Linked DNA regions of Canis lupus: region 1 is linked to region 2. The links are chromatin contacts, called in public Hi-C maps. All regions are on one chromosome and are shown on one strand. The core of a region is the stretch at or near the end of the contact, and the rest is flanking DNA. Distances in the headings are between cores, read along the strand shown.

Evidence for each region. A called contact is a pair of places that touch in the nucleus more often than the background predicts.
Region 1: a Hi-C map of blood shows a contact between it and region 2, with 2.2 times the contacts expected there. The contact joins two enhancer-like sites. A contact is called at or near these places in 2 of 9 Hi-C or Micro-C datasets (blood and liver).

What each region holds. Positions count from the first base shown.
Region 1 is chr3:84,959,461-84,966,510 of UU_Cfam_GSD_1.0, reverse strand. No RefSeq gene overlaps it. Among named protein-coding and RNA genes, the nearest start is that of RBPJ, 82 kb to the right of the region's middle. Within about 2 kb of position 5,725, at least 1 of the 20 cell types and tissues checked has an H3K27ac peak or open chromatin away from gene starts, as enhancers often do. A contact at or near this core is called in blood, where this site is marked.
Region 2 is chr3:84,784,554-84,791,854 of UU_Cfam_GSD_1.0, reverse strand. All of the region lies in intron 1 of RBPJ (recombining binding protein suppressor of hairless), which reads left to right. Among named protein-coding and RNA genes, the nearest start is that of RBPJ, 93 kb to the left of the region's middle. Within about 2 kb of position 2,109, at least 1 of the 20 cell types and tissues checked has an H3K27ac peak or open chromatin away from gene starts, as enhancers often do. A contact at or near this core is called in blood, where this site is marked.

The sequences.
Region 1 (7,050 bases), core at 4,476-6,975, 170 kb before region 2:
CTGGCCCACCTCTACTCATCTTCAGCTCTCACTTCCAAAACCCCTTCCTTGGAGGGGTCATCTGTGACCACCAAATTGCTGCTGTGATCTCAGGGCCCCTTAGTGTTGTTCCCTGTAGGCTCTATCACTGCCTCCCCAAGTGAAACATCTGCTCCATGAAGGCAGGGACTCTGTTTTGTTTCCTCCTTTTTCCTAGCACCTACTGGCCCCAATGCCTGAGTAGTATTTAACAACAACAACAACAACAAACACAATAAAGTCTATAAAAATAGCATTCTTTTGTTAATGTTGGAGATCTCAGATGAAGAGCTCTGTTTTTACCAAGAGAAATAGAGTAGGAGAGTTCATTGTTCCATTTGATTTGATTGTTGTAGACTGAATTATTCCAATGACAAATGCAAATGTGCTTATTCCTCTAAAACATGATGCTGTTACTAAGGCAATTACTTCTCTTAATCTTAATGCTCCCTTCACATCCCTAAACCTCATTCTTGATCAGGAGCCACTGTTCATCATTTCTTCACCCATGAAGTCTCAGGTCTCCAGTGGTAATTATGTCACAAAGAGTATCTTGGGCAAACTCAGGTAGAAGGGAGACTACTGGGGGAAGAGAAAGGCTTTTCTCTCTCACCTGATTACTATATGCAAATATCCTGGGTCTGAGAGTGGGGGTGTTTGTAGGGAGAGGGAAGGGATGCCCTAAAACATGCTACTCAAAGCTTTACCAACCCATTCTAAGTTCAGAAATGTTAAGTACAAAATGTAACTGGCTCATGTTAAACTTTTAGGGAAGTTTGACTTTGTCATGACATCCAAGCCCATGATCAATGGGCCTGTGTCAGTGAACAGGGCAGTAGGGACCAGTTTGGATGCTGCTAAACTCCAGTGATGAGTCACATACACTGGGACCACAAGTTCTTCCTCAGCATTTTGGAAACATTCAAAAACTGGTTCTTCACCAGATAGTTTGAAAAACATGTTATAAAAGATGATGTTGCCCTAGTCATGTTGTAAGGAAAAGCCAAGCCTTCGAGAAATGGATAGAAACTGAGAAACATCTAAAGGCCAAAGTACAAAAGAGAGCAAGGGAATATCAATGAATCAGGGGAAATGAATCAGGGAAAATGTCCCTGGAGATGAACCTTGAGTTGGGTCTTAAATTGTTGGTAAACAGTAAGAGACGAGGGGGAGGCAGGCATTTCAGGAAAGAGGTAGAACCAAGCTAAGGCATGGAGGGCATGCGGGGTATGCAAAAGGCACACACGCTCCTAGCTCACTAAACTGAAATAGAGAGGATAAGAGATTACCATTTGGTAATCGTGGGATGTGATTTGGGTAAAAAAGGTCGCTGAGTAGTGAATGTAAGGGGGCAAGCTTGAGACAAACAGAATACTTACATAGTCTCAAAGTATCCGTCCTCCCTATTATTTTAATGACAAAATCAACATAGTGACCCAACTGTGGAGAAACCTAGCAGGGACCACCTCCGCTAAATGATCACAGTTAATGTTCTGAGTCATGGGAAAAATCGACCTCAAGGATCTCCTGATAGGATGCACTGGGAAGAGCACATATTGCATCATTCCTGCCAAAAAAATATTACTGAATCGAACTCATGAGGAAACATCAGACAAACCCCAATTGAAAAGGATTCTATAAAGCAGCTGACCTGTGTACTTCAAAAATGTCTGTATCGTGAAAGACAAAGACTAAGGAAGTGTTGCAGATTCAAGGAGACTGGAGAGATGTGACAAGTGAATGTAACAGACAATGTGGGATTTTCGTTTGCTTTAAAGGATAGTATTAGGACAATCGGTGACATCTGGATAGGATGTATCCATTGGATAACATTGGATAATGATACTGTATGAATGCAAATCTCCTGAATTGGATCATCCTACTGCGACTTGATAAAGGGAATGCTCTTATTTTTAGGATATAGACATTGAAATATGTAAAGGGACATCACTCATCAAATGGATCAGAAAAAATACAGCATGAATGAGGATACGAGGATGGGTGTAGACAGTGCCAGAGGTCAGAGCTGGTTATACAGAAGAAAGCAAAGAGGTAGAATGTTAACATTTGGGAAATCGGAGTGAGAGGTGTATGAGGACTCTTTGTGCTGTGCTTGCCAACTTTCCTGTGAGTCTTAAATTGTGTCGAAATGGAAAAGTTAATGGAAGAGAAAAGAGCCATTAGGTTCCAGTCCCTGCTTGGCTCCAAGTCAGTGTGTGACTTTGGTTTATTTCTCCCATCCCCTACCCCACCCTCATCTTTTCCTGCTCCCACCAGCCCTGCCCTCTGGAGGCCTTATAGCTTGGCCTCTCTCACTCCAAGTCCTTTCAGCCAGTTTCTGGATTTACACCTTCTCTCCTCTTCCTGTGTCTAATGTTCCTTTCAGAATGCACCCTGGGAGCTGATCTGTTTGGCTCGATGCCCCTTGAGATCTGGGGTGGCATTGAGAAGTTCTGCCCAGTGTCCGGAACTTGCCTACCTTGCCAATCCCTGCTTATGCCCCAGACAGCTCAAAATAGCTAACATTTATTGAAGGCCTACTCTGCACCTGGCACTGCACTTTATCATCCCAATAACCTAAAAGGTAACTTGTAGTGAGTGTAGTCCAGTCTCATGCTCATCTCGCCCTAAATCCCAGTGGCTGTAAAACCCTACTTCTTTGACTATAGGAAGCGTAATATTTAAGGCATTGCCTTCGCTATAGATTGCTGGGAAAACTCTGGGAAAACTTAGTTGTGTCCAAGGATCCCTTTTGGTCGTCTCCTTACCCAAAGCTCACAGAACTAGGATTTTTGGCTTCAGGTCCTCAGTGTTCCATGGAGAGGCCCCTCCAAGTTGGCAGTCCCACCTCTATCACCATTAGAGCTGAAAATACCTGCACCTCAATGCCAGAGATTTTGTCACCCCCAAAATAAATAGGAAAATGTTCCTTTTGTGTTACAGCCCATTGGAGTAGGAGTTAGAAGGTCCCACACTCAGCTGCTCAACCTCTAGGGCTATGGCATTTATGTCAAAGTTTTTTAAGTCCTGGGTGGGGTCAAATTCTAATATCAGCCACAATAAATACATTACTGGGGCCATACTTCTTCTCCAACACTCAGGCCTGGTTGCTGGGCCCATCTCTCCACACGAGACCACTTCCCTTAGTGTGAGTTCTTTCATAGCCTTTGTCAATGCTCTGTACAAACTGAACTTAGTATGTATCTGAGATAGAGATCATGAGTATAAAAAAGGGCGTTGCCTATCACCACTGGCCGAAATGGCTGAGGGCCAGATCCTGCTCCATCAAGATACCCTGTTTATAGCTGACGCTCAAAGAAGCTTCTTAGGATCCTGTAGGGGCTCCCATTTGGAGGGGCAAGATGTGAACCCATGTCACTGCAGGACTCTTTCCAGGGCATGGCCTTGTCTTCTCTTCAAAGCAGAGCATAGCCAATACTTTGGTAAATGGAGGCTTTCTTACTCAAGGGATTGTTAGCTAAATGAGGCTTTCCTGGACCAGCCGAGGATTCTGGAAATATTTTGGGCAAGTGTTCATGATGTTGCTGCTGCTGCTGATGATTTCATACTTGGAATATTCAGGCCACTTATTTTTCTTTTTTCCTAGTATCTCTTTCCTCACAAGTACTTTATTTACCCCAAAGAAGGTAAAATCAAGAGTGGCCCATTTTTATAAGGTTCTGGAAAATGCTTGAGGGAGGTAGGAGGAAGGTTGAAACTATTGGCAACATGGTTTTAGAGAGAGAGCGTGGGTTTCAGAATCAGACAGGCCTGGGTTCAAATCTGCGTTTGTTACTTACTATTTGAGTAAATGTTCAGAAGTTCAAGGCCCTCATCTGTAAGACAGAGATAATATCATCAAGCTCTCAGAGTTAAATAAGAAAACTTATTTTAAACCATCAGTCTTAAGACAGGCTTGATACATCTGAGTTTCTCTTGCCTTGAATGACCTTTTCTGGATTATATGAGAATTTTAGCTATCTATATTTTTCTGTTCCTTCTTCTTGTGGACAACCCTTAAAGCCAGCTCAAAAGCAGGCCTTGTTTCCATGGAAACGTACTTAAGGTAAACAAATTTGAAAAGGGGAAACACAGACGCCCGTCCCCTACGCCCACTCACAACCAATGCACAGCCTCAGCAGAAACGTTTCCAAAGAAATGTTTCACAAAGCTTTCGGGGAAGGCACCAAGTGCTCTTTCAAAGTCTTTACATGCTTTTTCATTGTAGGGCTCTTGAAATGAACAATAATTTGAAACAGATAATAATGAACTTCACACAGCAATGGATCAAAAGTGGAATTACTGAGCTCACCATTGTCTAATATAATTAGGCTGACACGCTGTTGAATCCAAATGCAAGACTTCTCTCTTTCTCTTCTCTCTCTCTCTCTCTCCTATATGTTCACATTTATTTGAAGAACTTTTAATGAACAGGATATTACAAGATTCCTGAGCCCCACATGGTTTCAGTTCTAATCTAAGCAATTTACTTTCTTCTGAAATTCTGATTTTCCTTTCTTTTCTTTCTTCTCTCTCTCTCTCTCTCTTTCTTGGCATCATTATTTTGTTCATTTGAAAGGGGAATTGCTTCCCTGAGTGTGCATGGAAATATAAGCACATAAATCACACACCAAATCTACTTAACGAGAAGGAGTAATCCCACTGCCATTTCCCACTGAATAATGCATTCTTGGTGAAAATGCTGCAGGTACTTTAGAAGACCAAAAGATATCTTGTCAAATGACTTTTTAAAATTCCACAAAATAATTTTTCTGTCTTAAGTAGCTTATTAAACATAGCAGCAATTAGACAATAGATATTTCTTAATTGGTTCTAACCTTAGATCTCTCTTCCATCATGGCAGAAATCAAACTAGCTATACAGGGATGTAAACATTCTTTTGAAAACCCTAATAACAGAGTAGTTTCCTCTACTTTCTGTCTAGCACAAGGGCCAACTTTTAACACGTGAAAATCAACTCATGTCATGTCTTACCCAAGACATCTATCCTCAAGATGTGACACCTAAAATGATAACAGCAGAAACATAAGTCACCAAAGACAACTCATAAAATTATGGCTAACAATGGTAGACAGTTTTGTTGTTGCAATCAACTACATAAAAGAAAGAGAAAGGGCATCTATTAAAGCCTTTATTAGTTGCTTTATTAATCACTAGAACATGTGAATTTTCCAAAGGCTCTAACAGAAGAAATGGCTTGGCCAATGTTGCAAAACCACAGGCAAAACAGTTTATGCTACTGAGGATATACATCATGGTAGAGAGAAAGATTAGCAGAACAATTTTCCCCCAAATCAGATTGTCTAGATGCCCCTGAGTGGACAAGTCAAAGCAACCACCCTGAAAGGGAGCTCTGAGTCTTAGCTAGTGGGATACAAGGAGCTATAGTCACTAGAGAAAGAAGGCCCAGCCAGGCCACTGATGATTAACATCACTCCTAACTCCATCGGTCAACATCAGATCCAAAGCAGAAAATGGAGAGGTAGCTAAGGTAGTCCTTCCCTTTGTCATGTGAACAAATCTTTTTGATGAGATGTGAGGAGGGTTTAGCAGCCACAAAACCATAGACTTGCTGAACATTGGAGCTGGAAAAGTTGTAGAAGAGAAACTGCAGCTGAAGGTGATGAAATGACTTGTCCAAGGTCACAGAGGAACCACTACCCTCCTTCACCACTTGAGACTTGAATGGAAATAGTTTTTTACTGACACAAAAAGAAAAAATTTAAAAAATGAGTACACTATGTGTCAGCAAAAGTTATGCCACATGCAGCTAGATCATTGCCCAACAAAGGAAATGTGGATTCACAGAACTAGCTTCCTACTTCAAACACTATTTTTCCTGTAATTGGGTATGGTTGGGGGCAAGCTCTGGTCAAACACCACAAAGATAAAGGGAACCTCTGTGTTCTTAGATGTGTCAACTGTAGGCCCAATTAAGATGTCTCAGCCATTCATAGATCCAGAGTTGCTTGAGGCAGGCCCAACCTGGGCTCCACGTTCTGGAAAATATAGAGAAAGCATGGCAGCATCTTTTCTTTCCAGAAAAATGTGGACAAGTACAGGAGATCTGAGATCAAGTGCAAAGATTGAGTATTGACAAAGTTCCCAGCAGGAGTTCAGGAATGGGAGAAATTGTAGGGTACTAGACAAATAGTCAAGGATGGCTTGATTGAGCTGATATCCATGGGATCTTGAAGGCTGGGCTGGATAGGGGACTAGGTATAGAGGAAGAGACAGGTTGGGGGGATCTAAAACAAAGTGGGAACAAAGTTTCTGAGGTAGAAATTAATATGGCTCCAGAGAGTCTGGTGAAGAGACCCAACTAAGTGTCCCAGAAGTTGGGTTTAAAGACATGATGAAAAACAACAGTGAATAATCCATAGGGAAAGCATGATGAATGACTCACTAAGTCATCTGGCTGAGGCAACACAAAACAAAGCACCAGAGTCTGGACCCATTTCCTTGGAGATCCTTGTCTCACTGGTGTGTTAAGAAAAAAATCAGATCTTCATTTTTTATTTATTTTTTAAAAGATATGTATGTATGTATGTATTTATTTGAGAGAGAGCAAGTGAGCAGGTAAGCACAAGCAGAGGAGGGCAGAGGAAGAGGGAGAAGCAGGCTCTTGGCTGAGCAGGGAGCCTGGCACGAGGCTCGATCCTAGGACCCTGGGATCATGACCTGAGTTTAAGGCAGACACTTAACCAACTGAGCCACCTAGGCATCCCAAATCTGCAATTTCTAGATGTACATAGGCCAGAATCATCAAAAGGTAATATCCTTCATATGATGAGTAATATCTTGACCTCTGTACAAAATACAAAGTTACTCTGACCCATATGAGGGATCATTGACCTTTCACAGAACCACTCCCCAAGGGAAAATTGACCAGATAGTTTTAGAAGCCATTTCTAGGTCCACAGGATACTGACTCAACAAAATACGGTATTTGCCAAAACTACTAAAGATCCAAATAGCTAGCCAAATTTGCCTTTATATGCCTTTGAACAT
Region 2 (7,301 bases), core at 860-3,359:
CTTCGTGTCTGGCAAGGCATTTTTGCACTCCTGCATAACAGCCCCATTCCCAGAAAACTAATCTAAGCCTCCACACCTCTACCACGACCATGGTGGCAGCCAGGGCCCGGTGATCTGGAATATCTACCACCTTCTTTTAGTTACCTTTTGCCATCCAACAGAACCGAGCAACTTAAAACAATAATGAACATTTATCATCCTGACCCCAGTCCATTTCATCCATCCCCCATGTAGGAACAGCTGTATCTACCTCAAACTGGTACCATCCCTGCTATTATTTCAGAAAATCTTCTGCAAGACTTCTCTGCCTTGAAATTTTAGCAAATAAAGATTACAGCCTTGTTCTTCCAACAGTTTGAAAAGAGAATGTGGGAGAAGGGAGAGGGATAGGAGTTGATGCCAAAGACAATAATGTCATCAATAGTGTATGTATAGCAATGGCTCCAAATGGCTCACGATCGCCATCAATTTCAAATCCCACCCCAAACCCCTATGTAAAGATGGCATGTTACCAAATGCAGATTCCAGACAAGTCCCCAGCACCATTTTCCAACCATACGCTACTTCCTTAATTCTGTTTTACATAGAAATTCTTGAACTATCCCTACCTGAATATAGATTATATATATGCCCAGAGCCTAGCACAGCACCTGATGTTTTAGAGAAGCTTATTAATTACATGAGCAAAATTGCTCACTAGGAGTGTATTGAAGAGTTTAGTCTAAAATTCCTTAAAACATTTTTTTCGTGCTGGCATATTAATTTTGAAGACTTGCTTTGGACCTTATTCTGGGGGAGTGATTACAGAACACTGTAAATAGGATCCTTCTGTCCTTCAATATCCCATAATTCATTGTTCCAACTGTGCTTAGTACCTCTGATTGTGAGATTGTGAGAAACTTAAGAGCTTAGTTCATCTTCCTTGATCCTGTACAGTGTCTTTTTGTGTGTGTGTGTGTGTGTGTACAGTGTCTTACAAACAGAAGGTGTTCACATCAACATATGTTCATTTGGGGCAATTTCCTTATCTGAGGGCCACCCAGTCTTTTGGAAAATGATGTCATAAACTAAAAACTACTGATTGGCATTTTTCAGGTGAAAAAGGCAAAGGAAAAAAAGTAGAATGGTATGGGAGATAGAAAGTATCAATTTTGAACCATTCCATCATTCTTCGATCTGTGCTCAAAAATAAAGGAGCTCTTTAGATCATTAAAGAAAGAAAGATGATATCAAATGGAAGATGACCAGGAAATGGTCTAGCCCTATGTTTGCTATTCATTTTAATGTCCTTGAAGAGCTCACCTCTCTGCTACCTGGTTCTCCCATTTGCAAAATGAGTGTATTGCCCCACATGGCACTGAGGTGGTTTCCTCTTTTTTTTTTTTTAACTTTATTTATCTATTCATGAAAAACACAGAGAGAGAGGCGGAGACATAGGCAGAGGGAGAAGCAGGCTCCCTGCGGGGAGCCTGATGCAAATCTGGATCCCAATACCCCAGGATCAGGACCCGAGCCAAAGGCAGATGCTCAACCACTGAGCCACCCAGGCTTCCCCACGGAGGTGATTTCCAATGCAATGATTCTAATTTTTATTTATTTATTTTTTTATTCTAATATATTGAGGCACTTGACTTACTTTTAATAACAACATCTGAGGAGAATAAATAAGACCTGCTATTTGTCCTCAATAGTGTTCTCCAAGAGAACGGGTAGGTAACTAGGAACATTTTATCAGTTATCTATTGCTGTGTGATAAATTGCCCCACTTTACCCCCAATGATAAATTGCCCCACCTTACCCCCAATGTTAGCCCAAATTTAGGGGCTTAGTTAAGCAAGAATACATATATCTTCTTTTATAGAGTTTCTGAAGGTCAGGAATTCAGGGGAGCCTTAGCCAGATGGTTCTAGTTTACGGTCTCTCAGGAGTCGATAGGCTAGAAGTTGGCTGGAGGATGCATTCTGAAAACTTGACTGGGGCCAAAGGGTCTGCTTCCAAGATGGTGCGCTCGCTTGGCTCTTAGCAAGATTTCAGTTGCTTACCACATGGAGCTCTGTGTAAGGCTGCTTGAGTGTCCTCATGACACAGCAGTTGGCTTTCCCCTTAATGAGTGATTTAAGAGTGAGAGCAAAGAGGAAGCCACAACACTTTTAATGACCTAGTCTCACAAGTCGCACACTGTCACTCCTGCCACACTCTATTTGCCAGAAACAAGTTGTTAAATACAGCCCTCACTCCAGGGGAGAGAAATTAGTCGCCACCTCCTAAAACGAGGAGTATCAAAGAATTTCTAAGTTTATTTGTGAATTTGTGGACTTATTCTGAAACTCCCTCAAACATCACGTACTGGTGAGGTCGGGTCAGCACTGCAAGATAGAGGACGGAAGTTACAACAACGAACACTTCTAGAGTGACTCACTATTGAGAAAGCATCTCCCCTTGTTTTCTCATTTGGTTGTCACAACAACCCAGTGGATCAACAGCATTAATATCCCCATTTAGAAATGAGGAAATGGAGGCTTAGGTAACTTTTGTAAGGTTATTCTGCAAGTTAAGTTGTATAGCTGGGAATTAAGCCCAGATTTTCTGATACAAAACACGAGATCTCTTTACTGCCTCAAAAGGCTTTGCACAGACAAGTGTCACTGGCAAGTTTGACCCTTCCTTGTTACCCACCAGTTGTCCTCACTCATTTTTTTTTCTCATTTAAATTTTCATTGTCAGCCTCCAGACTTGAGACTTCAACAGTGACTTGAGGCCATTTACAAATGAAATATTTAAGAAACCAGGAGGAGTAAATACTTTTAGGCACCAGAGTTTATCAGATTACACTTGGCAATAAATTTGGTTCATATTTTTCTGGCAGCAAAGGTGAAAAGAGAAACATAATAGGCAACAGAGGTTTCACTTTCTGACAAGAGCCGGCCTCCACGTTCTTATTGCCTAAAGCTAAATTCGGGAGGGAATTTATCACATGGATCTGTGTAGAGATAACGCAACTTGACATTCTGGTCAGTATCTTCAATCTTGCTTGTGTGAAAGATCTTCTCGGACCATCCCTGTATATCAACAGAGGTCACCTTTAACTTTTGTAAATAACATTTGATCAAGAAGCTAAAGAAAATGCCGTCCAGGCCAACTGTCCTCCAATTTCTTTACCAAATTAAGGGATGTAAACTGGAGAGTATACATGAACAGGATGATTAATCCGTCTGCTGGACAATATCCTTCGAATATCAGGAGTTGTCAGTGAGAGTCCTTAAATAAGCTGCTGGATCTTATTTCTTTGTCTTGACATCCTCTATCAGCCATCTAGCATACAAACGTTCTGCATTGTCAGTTAAATTAGGGGTTTTTGGATATTTCCTATATGGGAGCAGGGAATGCTAATATAATGTTACAGAAAAATGTAAAGTAAGTAAGGGCCATCTGAACTCTAAAGTCTGTTTTGGGGCCCAAATGCTATGATTCTGTGACTTTAAGGGTGAGATGCCAATAGGCATTCTTGTCGCCAAGGAGAGCCAGCCCACTCTGGCCAGGGTGTGAGAAGCAGTGCTGTCAAAAGCCTTGGCCAATTTTTTCCCCCAAAAGGAATTTCAAATATATCCAAGGTCCTGGGTTAGTGACTGATTGAAACCAAAGCTTTCTACTGCATGACATAGGATCCTGGAATAGATAACTTTAGCCCGAAAAAAAGTTAGGGCAGGTGCAAGCAGCTGTCCAGTCTTGCCATAAAAGTACTGAGTAATAATGTGCTTTCTTTACTCCTGTTCTTTCAGAATTTGTCCAGTTAGCTGAAAAATACACCCTAAATGTTCCCCTAAAAGTAGATGATTTAGTGTGCTTCTATTTAGATATCATAGTACTTATAAATATTCCTGTTTATTCATGGGAACCCACCTTCCAGAATAGGATTGTAAATTCAACACATAAAAATCAATAGCCTTTATTTCTGTGTGGGTTTTTTTTTTTTTTTTTTTTTTTTTTTCTGTTTTAAAGCTGTTGGTCTTCCCTCAAGGAAGTGGGCAGGTAATAAAGTAAATCATCCTTCATTTAAAAAAATAAAAAGCATTCTTCTTGAACACAGTGTCTGTGCCCTGAGCCAGTAAGTATTCATTTACAAGCTTTGCTTTCCGTTTATGACCTATATTTCCAAACTACCTAGCTGAGAAGTGCTGCAGAGACAAAATCGATGTGCATGGAAAGAGTAGAGAGAAAAAGTGTTACTCTTTGTACAATAACCCAGAGTCTCGAGGAGGAGGCAGTCAAGGTGGGCCGGCCGCTCGTCAGAACCACAAGTGTGTTTAGATCCTCTTCTGGTCCGTAGGTTGCGTGGAGCAGGTGAGGTTATTTGCCTGTCCTATTAATAGGACAGTGTTTGGTATAATCTTTTTTTATGTCAAATGGAATTATAAATATTAATTTTCATGGCACATAGAAAACCTTAGGTATTGGAAAACTGCTGAAAGATCTTATTACAAAGTGGCCATTTAGAGAAAAAGAACAGGTTTAACAATTTTACCATTTTCTGAGCAAGTGGGGAAACAAGAAATTAGCTCCTGGTAGGGGAAATTTAGCCCGGGGCATCATACAAACTGAGTAAATATTCACCAGGAAGAAAAGTGGGGTGAAGCCCCTTCTTTTAAGCAGAGGAAAGGTGGGGTGAGGCAAGAAAGTGTCCCTGCTTTCGAGAATTAAAGGTATTTGAATCTAGCTTGAGCACAGGCCCAAGGGAGGGAGGAGGGGGGAAGCGGGAGAAACGGAGAGGGGGTGGGCAGGAGCCACTCCCTGGAGGGGTCTTTCCACGGCTCAGCCAAGGCCCCTGCTCCGGTGCAAATCAGCCCTCAGCATCCTTTTTCCTTCCTGGGCTCCAGGCCCCCAGAGCTCTCCCGCCTTTCCTCTCCCTTTGACAGCTATAACCACCCACCTTTGCTCTTGTATCCGGAAGGTGGTGCCTTCAGCTTGCAATTTGTTTCCTGTAAAACAGCACACAGCTTTTGGGTTAAAACAAAACAAAACAACAACAAAAAAATCCAATGCTAATTTCAACGCTCATTGCCAGAGCAAAATGCTCGAGGAATAACAAAAAAATAATAGATATGCATATTGAAGTTTCAAATTTGAGTCACATGATTTACATTTTAAAGATCACACCAGGATATCCCACAGAGAATGGACTGTAGGGGTGGGGGTGGGGTAGAGTCGAAGTAAGAAGAAGGTGGGATGGTAATGCAGGTACCTAGAAGAGAGGTGATGGTGCCCTAGACTACGATGCAGTGGGGAGAGGGTAAAAAGTATTAGATGTGGGGCATAGTTTAAGAAAAGAACTAATGGGCCTTACCAATGGATTGGATAGGGTTGGTGATGAAGAGATAGGAACCAGGGAAGAACCGCTGAGCCCCTGGGTGAGTGCTGCCCCGTTCACCAGGTTTTGCCCTTCCCAGGAATGATCCCTTCTAGACATTTCCTCTGGACCAACTAAGTTGGGGCTTTGGGATGAAATGCTGTACATAAGTGACAACATTTAAGTAGGGAAATGACAAGATCGTTTTTCTCCTCTTTCATTACACCCACATTTCCTCCATGAGAAGAACGACTTTGTTGGGTGAAGTGACAAGGATGGCTGCGGTCCAGGACGAGAAGGTGTGAGTGTCTGTGTGCGTGCACAGGTGTGGGGAGGAGGAGGGATTCTTTTCTCTCTTTCACGGTGAGGTCGCTTCGCTTGGTGAGTAGTTGTCTTTTTTGGAAAGCCAAGAGTAACTGCACCGTGATGGATGCAGGACCAGAAAGCATGATGGGTGTTATGACAGAGGCCAGTCTGCTGGCAGCCCCTTCCATCTCTTCTTTTTGCCATGCTACGTCCAAGAATCAATCACTGGGCTGATTTGGGGATTGGAGCAGAGGGATGGTTGTGGATGTTCAGCAGCTTGGTCCCGCTCATCTAATAATCCTTTGATGGAGGGATGTTCCAAGGGGGAGAAAGGAGCCTCCTAAGGGATTCCCTGCCTCCACAATCTGGGTCCTTCTGCTGGGTTCACATTCAGATTGTGATGCTGCAGAGTTGCCCCAAGGGTGAAATCAGATTGTATAATTGTATAACCACAATACACCACTTGGCTCCCTAATGTTTAGTGGAGAGCCATCACCGAGAGACACGTCCTTCCCACTGAGATCTGCTAAAGAAAGCACCTGAATTAATGAGCCCGGATGAGTTTGGTAAGGGTGCAATGGATATAAAATATTCCCTCAGCCTCCACTGAAGATCCTTCCTTGGGATCTGTCTTAAGTGGAGGCTAGACAGACAGATTGGACTCCTTGTCAGGCAGCTTCTGTAATCGGCAGCAGCGTCGCTTTCTGATGTCATCACTCAGAATGAATAGAAAAGTTGCTAAATCTTGCCCAGTGATCTCCCAGGATAATTACAGAGCACAGGGCTGTTGGCCACACCCACCCCACGCACCCTACCCTACCTCTAACAATCCCCCTTTTCTTCACCCCCAGGTCACTGAGAACAGAGATAGGCCCAAAGTCCATTGTTGAATGTGGCTGTGAGGCACCAAGTTGTGGGTGATGTCCCTGTGTTAGGGCAAGATTAGCCAGGCTCAGTGTCACTCTGGTCTTAGCAAAGAAGCCATTAACTTATCCTTTTTAAAATTTTAATTAATTAAAAAAATAAATAAAATTTTAATTAATTAATTAATTCATTCATTTTACTTACCTTCATCTATTCTCCACTCTATTTCGTAAGTTTCAAGAAAGCTGCCATATACGCACTATTAATATCTTATTCTTTACCTGGATGAATAACAATTGCTTTTCTTTTAACCAATGACATTAACATTTACGTTCTATTTTCTTTCGGAGTAGAATATTTGTCTACGTACCCAATATAAGCTCTACATTTGTAGTTGGCTACCTACCACACCCACTCTGAAGATCAAGGTCAACCAAAAAGAAAAGAGCTTCATCCAGAGCCATAATTCATTCTGCATTCTGTTAACAAGCAACATCCATTTAAAATAGCAATAGTGTTTTCAAGGTCCTGTTATTATTCAGGCAGGGACTCAAAGCGATCACTTTCTTGGATCACTTTCTTGGCATTCATAGAAGCTTAAATGTAAGATGTGTTCTGTGGGCAACTGTCTGCTTATTTTCTTTCCTAGACAAGTGGTTAACCCGTGTTGCATATCCTGTGTTTATAGAATTCCAGAAAGGTTATGTCATAGAAATCGCTGGTGTGTGTGTGTGTGTGTATGTGTGTGTGTGTGTGTGTGTGAGAGAGAGAGAGAGAGAGAGAGAGA